Regions from separate parts of the Mus musculus genome. Here region 2 is linked to region 1. A link is a contact called in public Hi-C data. All regions are on one chromosome and are shown on one strand. Each heading gives the region's core, a stretch centred on a gene start, on an enhancer-like site or on the middle of the called end of the contact. The rest is flanking DNA. Distances are from core to core; before and after follow the strand shown.

Region 1 (4,141 bases), core at 1,612-4,111:
TTGAGTGTGTTGGTCTTTAACTGAGACCTTTCAGAAGGGTCTTAAGGGTGGGCTGGGGCCAGCGGAGCTCAGGTTTGAAAGGGTATGGGAAAATGAGCACAGGACCTTGGCTTTCAACTGTAGTAGAGGCAGCAACAGGAGGCAGGCAAAGGTGTCTAACGTTGGCCACCCGAGAGCCACACGCACCATTAGTCCTCTATCTAATTCCGGAGAGGGCAGTATCAGAGTGCCAGACACATTCCTGATTAGCTTCCGAAGCCAGACTATCAGCTCTGGAATGAATATCAAACAAAAAGACAACATGAGCTGATGTAGCATGTAACAGTTAGGTAGGTTTCTTTTACAGGCTGGAATAAGATTGCAAAACCTTGAACAAGTTTTTTAAATGGGTGGACAAGAAGGGTGCGGTGTTTCTGAATAGGTTGGTTGCAGAGCGGGCTGGTCAGCAGGGTGCTCTGCGGCCTGCTTCCTCCTGAGAGGGGTCTGGGCCCTGGGAAGTGTGTCTCTCACTCAGCAGCTTGAGTGGACCAGAGGTGATGATGCCTCTCAGCAACCCTCCACTTAATTTTTTTGAAAGATTGCCAACATTGGCAGGAGCAATTATCTCTGAGCTTTGAACGAGGAGTGCATAACGTTGCATTGCATTCTACTTGAAAGCTCACGACAGAGTTAAGCTGGGATTTCCACAACTCAGTTTCTCCTCGCCCACCCTGCCCCCACCGCTCTATTTGGCCACAAGTGGAAAGTCCATTATGATGATCTGTGCAGGTTGAGAATAAGACTAGTATGTTTTGCCTAAATATAGGCAGATAAACCCAAGAGCTTTGCCCAGGAGTGAGCTCCCCATCGTGGAAGGAGCAAAAGCCATCTTCAGAGCTTTTCTTATGAGACTTAATCACACAATCCTAGTTCTATTGCAACCTTAAGATTTATGATTAAAAAATATTTGAAACCAGGCATGTTGCTTAAAACTTTAATCCCACTTTGTATACTGGCCTACAAAATAAATTCCTCGCCAATTAGGCTAGAATGTAAGACTCCATCTCAAAAAAAAAAAAAAGTTTGTGCAGTGTAGTTCAAATTTCTAAATGAACATGGCATAAATAGATTCATTTTTTTAAAAAATGGAAGTCAGGTTCTTGACTGGGGTAGATAAAAACAAATATAAACAATACAACTCCTGAAGAACGGTGGCAGAATAAACGAAGAGTAGGGATCTCCTCTGCAGAGTCTAGAGTGTAGGTGGAAGTCAAGCAGGAAAACGGAAGTTGACAAGGAAATACAAGTAACACAGTCAGACACCGTGAAGAGAGGAACTCAAGGAGCGAGGGAGAGACTTTGTAAACAATGCTTTTATTAGCTGAGAATTTATTAAAAGATTTATTTTATGTATGAGAACACTGTAGATGTCTTCAGACATACCAGAAGAGGGCATCCGATCCCATTACAGATGGTTGTAGGTCACCATGTGGTTGCTGGGAATTGAACTCAGGACCTCTAGAATAGCAGTCAGTGCTCTTAACCACTGAGCCATCTTTCTAGCTCCTAGTTGAGAATTCTAAACAGTGTAGTTGGTTATATTCATCTCCCTCCCTCACCCCACCCACAACCCCCTCCACCTACTCAACATCCTGTCAGGTTAGAGACGAAGGTGAGACTAATCGGCTGAGAATGGATATACTGGGACAAGAGGAAATTCCTCATGGGCACATAGTCTATTTAATTCTAGAACTGGTTGATGTTAAAGAGTTACGGAAGAAATCTCCCCACACCCACATGTGGCCATTACACATGGTAAATATGCAAAATTAGCAAACTTGGGAGGTGAGAAATAGACAGAGAAGCACAAGTTGGAAATTTTTCTCATCATTCAGAACTCAAGTCATTCAATACGGTGGAAAATTGAAACACGTTCCTAAAAAAATAATGACTCCAACCTTTTCACATTTTTCATGACTTCTTTTCTTAACCTTTTTCCCCCAAGAGGGAGTTTTAAGGAAATAACATCTTTTGTGTTAAAGAGCATTGAACAAAAAGACAACAACTTCTTCAACTCCCTAATGTTAAATTCAATTATTTTAGTGTGCACAAATATGCTCACATTTCTGTAAAGCTGTCTCTGCTTGAGTCTCTCTTTCACACTCTCAGTAGCATATCTTGTCTCCATCTATCTACATATCTATCTATCTATCTACAATATTTATGTATCTATCTGTATATCAATGTATCAATCTATATATCTACATATCTATCCATCTACATATCTATCTGTCTATCTATCTATCTATCTATCTATCTATCTATCTATCTATCTATCTAGAGATAGATTCTCTTAGATTCTCTCCCCGCCCTCCATCTCCCAAATTTACTGGCATCATCCCATTTAGTTTTTACAACACGCCCATGAACTAGGCATTGCTGTCATTCTATAGACAAATGCACTTTATTCTTAAATCCCTTTGGGAGGAGACAGAGGCTTTAACAACAAGGAGGGCAAAGATTTGCACTATACATGTGATGAAAACAATTGAAATGAATATCAATAATGTCTCTGAAAATGTAACTGAGGGCAGGGGCAGACCCTCCTAGTTCAGTAGGCCTGGGCCCAGAAAACTGGAATCCACTGGCTCCTAGAAGTTAGGGGTGGCCCGACTTCCCAGCCTTACCAAGAGGGTGATCCAGAGTCCACCCTGCAGGAGAGAGGACAGAAGAACAAAGGTCAAAAGGCCCTATGCCAAACCCTACAAAATTAGCATATTCAAAACAAGTTGGCAAAGAAAAGGTTTGAAAACTCTCAGCAGGGGCAGCCAACTAAAGCCAGTGCCACTGCCAAAGGTACAGAGCCACTCTGGAGGAGTGGAGGAGCATAGTGAATAATCTGGCTCATTAGGATGACAAAACACACCCCCGGGGGTGGAGCTTTAGGATGCTAATGAGGCATGTGACTCACAGGTACCTGTAGAACTTCACGAAACAGATAGAACACAGAAGAAAGAGGAGGTAGAGGCACTGCAAATTCTGCAAAGCTTGCGCAAAGGGAACTAAGCTCCCAGCACTTGGCAGGGCCTCTGAGCTGCTAAGTTTCACCCGTCTGTACTTAACCATCTTCTGCTGCTTGCCAGGGCCGTTCATCTTGACAAATTGTCCCTGCTTCCTTTGCAGTCATGTGCCTGTTTATTTCTTTGTTCTGCAATGCAAGAGGCTGAACCTCTCTCTGGGTGTGGGGGTGGGAGATGGGGGGTGGAGGTAGGGGTGCCTTCTGAACCCAACTAGCATTACAATATCACTGGGAGCAGGCACCTTCTACAGTTAGGTCTCTGGCGGTTTAAAAATAAGAAATAGCACTCTAAGAAAGATAAACTTAGGGAGGGAGAAAACTGTGCCAACTTTTTCAGTGTTACATCTCTGACTGTCAACATCACACCATTGATAGCAGGTAGCATGGGTGACTATGCAGAAGGAAAGGATGAGTGAAGGGAGGGGAGAAAGGCAGGAAGGGAAGGAAAAGAGGAAGGGAGGGAAGGAAGAGAGGAAGGGAGGGAAGGAAAGGGGAGGGGAAGGGAAGGGAGAGAAGGAGGGAGGGAAGGAGGGAGGGAAGAAAAGGGGGAGGAGGGAAGGAAGAGAAGGAGGGAGGGAAGGAGGGAGGGAAGAAAAGGGGGAGGAGGGAAGGAAGAGAAGGAGGGAGGGAGGGAAAGAAAACCTTTATAGCCTCTCTTTTATAGGCTCTTCTTGCATACCAGTAGCATCTTAGGAGCATTGGTGCCCCCTTCCCACCTGGCATGAGACACATGCACTCTGCAGATGATGAAGTAAAACAAACAAAAAAAACAAAAAACAAAAAAAAAGAGGGCAAGATTCTGCTTAAGCCACAGTCAAGGTCCTAGATGGCTTAGCAGACTTCTCCACAGCAGAGAAATGCACAGCGTGTTTAAGCAGCCTGTATGTTGAGGTCTATGAAACAGCGGTCTGGCTCTTGACTAGTTCCAGCTGACCCAACATGCTCAAATAGCAGCCATAACTCTCAGGATACTGAATCCACAGACGTTTCTGTAGTGCAGTCTTTGTTACCGTAAAGTGCCATACTTCTGGAAATTTGACTGGGTTGGTGGTGCTATTGGGCTGAACGACTACCAGTTGCAAA
Region 2 (3,984 bases), core at 813-3,312, 260 kb after region 1:
ATTAACAGAGCAATTCTTGGAAGCACACCAGAAGCCACAGAGAATACTGTCATGCAAGTCCCCGAGGACTGTAGATAACCTACCTACCCAGAGAAAGAAAGAGTATACGGCTGGCTTCTCTGGGCATCATCCTATTGAAGCCATTGTGCAATATAGGCCTTAAACACATATCCCGTGACTGGCAGGAGAAATAGCTCAACTAAGGACACTTGTTGCTCTCTGGAAGAAGACCTGGGTTTGGCTCCCAGTACACATATAATGACTCACAACCAAGTTCTAGGGGGATCTGATGGCCTCTGGCCTCTGAGGACACCAGGCACAAATGTGTGCACATCCTTGCATACAAACAAGCACAACCCTCCTCACTTAAGTAAATCTTTCAACATAAATAATAATCTACCACAAGGCTATCTCCGTTTTTGAGCTCCAGTATCCTTTCACAGTGTTAGAAAAGACTTGTAAAGAATGCAGAAGCTGCTTGCTCCTCTCCAGTGGAAGGAGAGAGTAGGTTGGTCGGAGCTGGGCTGGACTATGTGGGCTGGATGAAAAGGAGGAGCTTTGGAGGCTGTCTAAGGCAAACCTTGCAGTGCAGAAGTAGTTACAAGTGAGCGGGGACCCCGTGCTCAGCCCCGAGACTCCTTAATTGTTGTCACAAGATGTTGGATTAGCACATTTCTGGAATAGCTGTCTGTTTACACTCAGGAGACCCACCGTCCACTAACCACTTTCTAATTGAATTCTAATCACATTCAAATAGCTCAATAACCAGCCTCAGCTGCAATTCATAAAACTTTAATTGCCATCCATAAATCCTGGGCTCCCTAGAGTGGGGCATCCCTACAACCCAATTATACACTTCCAGCAGGCAAGAGAGGGGTGGTCACAGAGATGGAAAGGGGAAAGAAAGACAGGACAGACACAGAACCCTGAGCCTCCAACTGCTGTTCCCTGCCCTTGATCTTCAAGTTAACTGTCACTGTTGTAAACTCACACTTGAAGTTAGCCATTTTGGTAAAAGGACAGGGGAGAAATTGCTGTCACCTCTGTGGCCTTGACTTTCTCCCAAAGACATCTAGATGGCAGCCACCTAGCAGGTAGGTGCACAAGTCTTTCTGAGCCACCAAATGGAGGTCTGCTACTAAACTGCTCCTTAGGTACAGGCAGGATTCCACCACTAGCTGAATGGCGGAATAAGCAAGGATGCAATAAGCATCTATTGAGAAGGGTGGGGTGGTGTTAGCAGGAGATCACTTAGACCAAGGGACCGCAAGGGCCTCCTCCAGCTGCTACCCCAGTCTCTGCAAAATGTTCCTGGTGAAGTTTAGCGGAGGTTGGGCTTGGAAACTATGTAACTGCTTGAAATAAGAAAGGATTGACTCTTTGCAGAAGGCAGAGCTGCTGGTTAGAAAGATGCACAAGGAAGGATTAGTGGTCTGAGTGACCTCAAGAGAATACAAGGACATTTGAGAATTGATGTAGCCTGGAGTGCTTGGTTTCTAAGCTGGGTTGTTACCCGCCAGACCTTGGCCAAATCGAAAAGCTGGGGAGCAAGGGCAGATATGAATGTGGTGAGCGTTAGACCGGCCGACCTCCACTACAAGGCCACATACGCTGGTCCAGAGCAGAAGTCTCAAGCTTTACTGCGCAGCTAGGGTTGGCTCCTAGGAGCTTAAATGCATTGGTTATCTCAGTTTAAATGGCTTGGAGGTCCCCACCTGGTGCTCTCTGCAGTGTGTCACTGTGAAGCGTTGGACAGAGGCCCAAGCGAGGGAGGAAGGTAGGCAGAAACTGGATCGCTGAGATTTTCCGCTGAGAGTGATGGAGGGAGAGGAGGTCGATCCCTAGCAAAATTAACAGACCCTACACTTAGCGAAGTCTCCCTCTCCCCCTCGTTCTTCCCTGCCTCCCCCCACCCCCACCCCTCCGCTTCTGTTGTGACTCGGGCAGCCTATCCCGAGGGTGGGGAGCTGCCGAGGAGTCTGAGCTGAGCGGTACTCCGCAGCATCACGTGCCGCGGTGGGGGCTATAAAATCCTGGAGCCGGGGCTCCGGGCGGGGGACGTGAGGACCAACCCTCTCCAGGGACCCCTTTGTTCGAGTCCCAGACACCTCAGCATCCCCAAGGACTTGACCGCCCGCGTGCGCCCAGCTTTCCGGACAGTGCTCAGATAGCAGAAGGAGAGAAGGGGACTCAGCAGCCCGCAGGACAAGCCATCCATCGACATGTCGCGCTCCTTCTACGTGGACTCACTCATCATCAAGGACTCCTCACGGCCCGCACCCTCGCTGCCGGAATCGCACCCAGGGCCGGATTTCTTCATCCCGCTGGGCATGCCGTCCCCGTTGGTGATGTCAGTGTCCGGGCCTGGCTGTCCGTCCCGCAAAAGCGGCGCTTTCTGCGTGTGCCCGCTTTGCGTCACCTCGCACCTGCACTCCTCTCGCCCGCCCGCAGGAGCTGGTGGCGGAGCTACGGGGACCGCGGGGGCTGCAGTGGCGGGCGGCGGGGTGGCTGGAGGCACCGGCGCTCTACCTTTGCTCAAAAGCCAGTTCTCTCCCGCTCCTGGGGACGCGCAGTTTTGCCCACGGGTGAGCCACGCACACCATCACCACCACCCACCACAGCATCATCATCACCATCACCAGCCCCAGCAGCCCGGCTCGGCTGCAGCGGCGGCCGCGGCGGCGGCGGCGGCAGCTGCGGCAGCGGCGGCTCTGGGACACCCGCAGCACCACGCACCTGTCTGCGCCGCCACTACCTACAACATGTCGGACCCACGGAGATTCCACTGCCTCTCCATGGGTAGGGCGGGGTACCTGCGTGCCTCCGGGGAAACAAACTTTGCGCCACCAGGGAAGGAGGTGGGAGTAAGGTGGGATCTTCTGTGGAACTGTTGAGATCTTCCCCTAGAAATTCCACGGAGGTGGAAGTTAAGGAGTCAACTTCTTGGCGAGGCCTTGTGCCCTTAGCTCTACAGGTGCACAAGTGTCGCCTGTTATCTGGGCTTTGGAGACCTGGATCAAGACTTCAGAGAAATAGGAGGTTAAACTGACTGAGATTTGGGGTGGATGCGTTTGGACCTCAGTGTGGCATCTTAGCTTCCCTGTTGGTTAAAGGCTGTCTGTGCCTTTGGCCGAGGCTGCTAGCTGGTTAGCTTTGCTAGGCCAATGGAAGACAGACAAGGGGAAGGAGAAGGCAGTAGGTGCAAGTTCCACTGGAGTCCTTTAACTTAAAATCCAGGACATTAAAGGCCTTAATTCTCATGAACGTCTGTCTTTCTTACACTCCCAGACAGACCAGGGACAAACATGGATGTGTTGGGTTAGACTGGGTTCTGGAGCCGCGTTCTTTCCAAGGGTTGTCAAGTAGAGTGGGGTCACTTTTTTTTTTCTGCGGTTCATCACCTCTCTGCTCTCTTTTGGGTCCACAGGAGGCTCCGATACCAGCCAGGTACCCAATGGCAAAAGGATGAGGACAGCGTTTACCAGCACGCAGCTCCTGGAGCTGGAGCGAGAATTCTCTTCCAATATGTACCTGTCCCGACTCCGGAGAATCGAGATCGCGACATACCTAAACCTGTCAGAGAAGCAGGTGAAAATCTGGTTTCAGAACCGTCGCGTGAAGCACAAGAAGGAGGGGAAAGGCGCTTCGAGGAACAATCACACAAGCTGCAAGTGCGTGGGTAGCCAGGCGCATTATGCGCGCTCCGAGGACGAGGACTCCTTGTCCCCTGCCTCGGCTAACGAAGACAAGGAGATTTCCCCCTTGTAAAGGCAGAGGCTCCTTCTGCTACCTGCTCCCGGTACCCTGCCCTCCTCCTCCCCATCAGCACAGGGACCAAAGTTCTAGTCCATTGCCCTCATTCCACCTGGAAAAGAAACTCTGAAAAGTCCGGGGAATTCAATGCCGGGCCCGACTTTGAAGCTAGCTCCTCTTTATCTGGGATTCCACTCAGTTACGGATTGGTTTTTTGTTTGCTTTTTTGTT

What was found. Hi-C and Micro-C count contacts between places; a contact is called where the count stands out from the background.
Region 2: a contact with region 1 is called in a Hi-C map of embryonic stem cells, with 2.8 times the contacts expected there. The contact joins the promoter of Gsx2 here to the enhancer-like site in region 1. A contact is called at or near these places in 6 of 39 promoter capture datasets (cranial neural crest, embryonic stem cells, frontonasal cranial neural crest and 3 more), 9 of 484 Hi-C or Micro-C datasets (the G1E-ER4 cell line, cerebellum, cortical neurons and 1 more) and 5 of 115 datasets of contacts at active chromatin or transcription factors (embryonic forebrain, embryonic limb bud, embryonic stem cells and 1 more).

Annotation. Positions count from the first base shown.
Region 1 is chr5:74,810,735-74,814,875 of GRCm38.p6, forward strand. No RefSeq gene overlaps it. Among named protein-coding and RNA genes, the nearest start is that of Lnx1, 110 kb to the left of the region's middle. Within about 2 kb of position 2,862, at least 10 of the 459 cell types and tissues checked have an H3K27ac peak or open chromatin away from gene starts, as enhancers often do. A contact at or near this core is called in embryonic stem cells, where this site is marked.
Region 2 is chr5:75,073,539-75,077,522 of GRCm38.p6, forward strand. It overlaps Gsx2 (GS homeobox 2), which reads left to right and starts at 2,063. Exons shown (of 2, transcript NM_133256.2): 1 at 2,063-2,799; 2 at 3,428-3,984. The coding sequence starts at 2,223. The coding sequence ends at 3,768.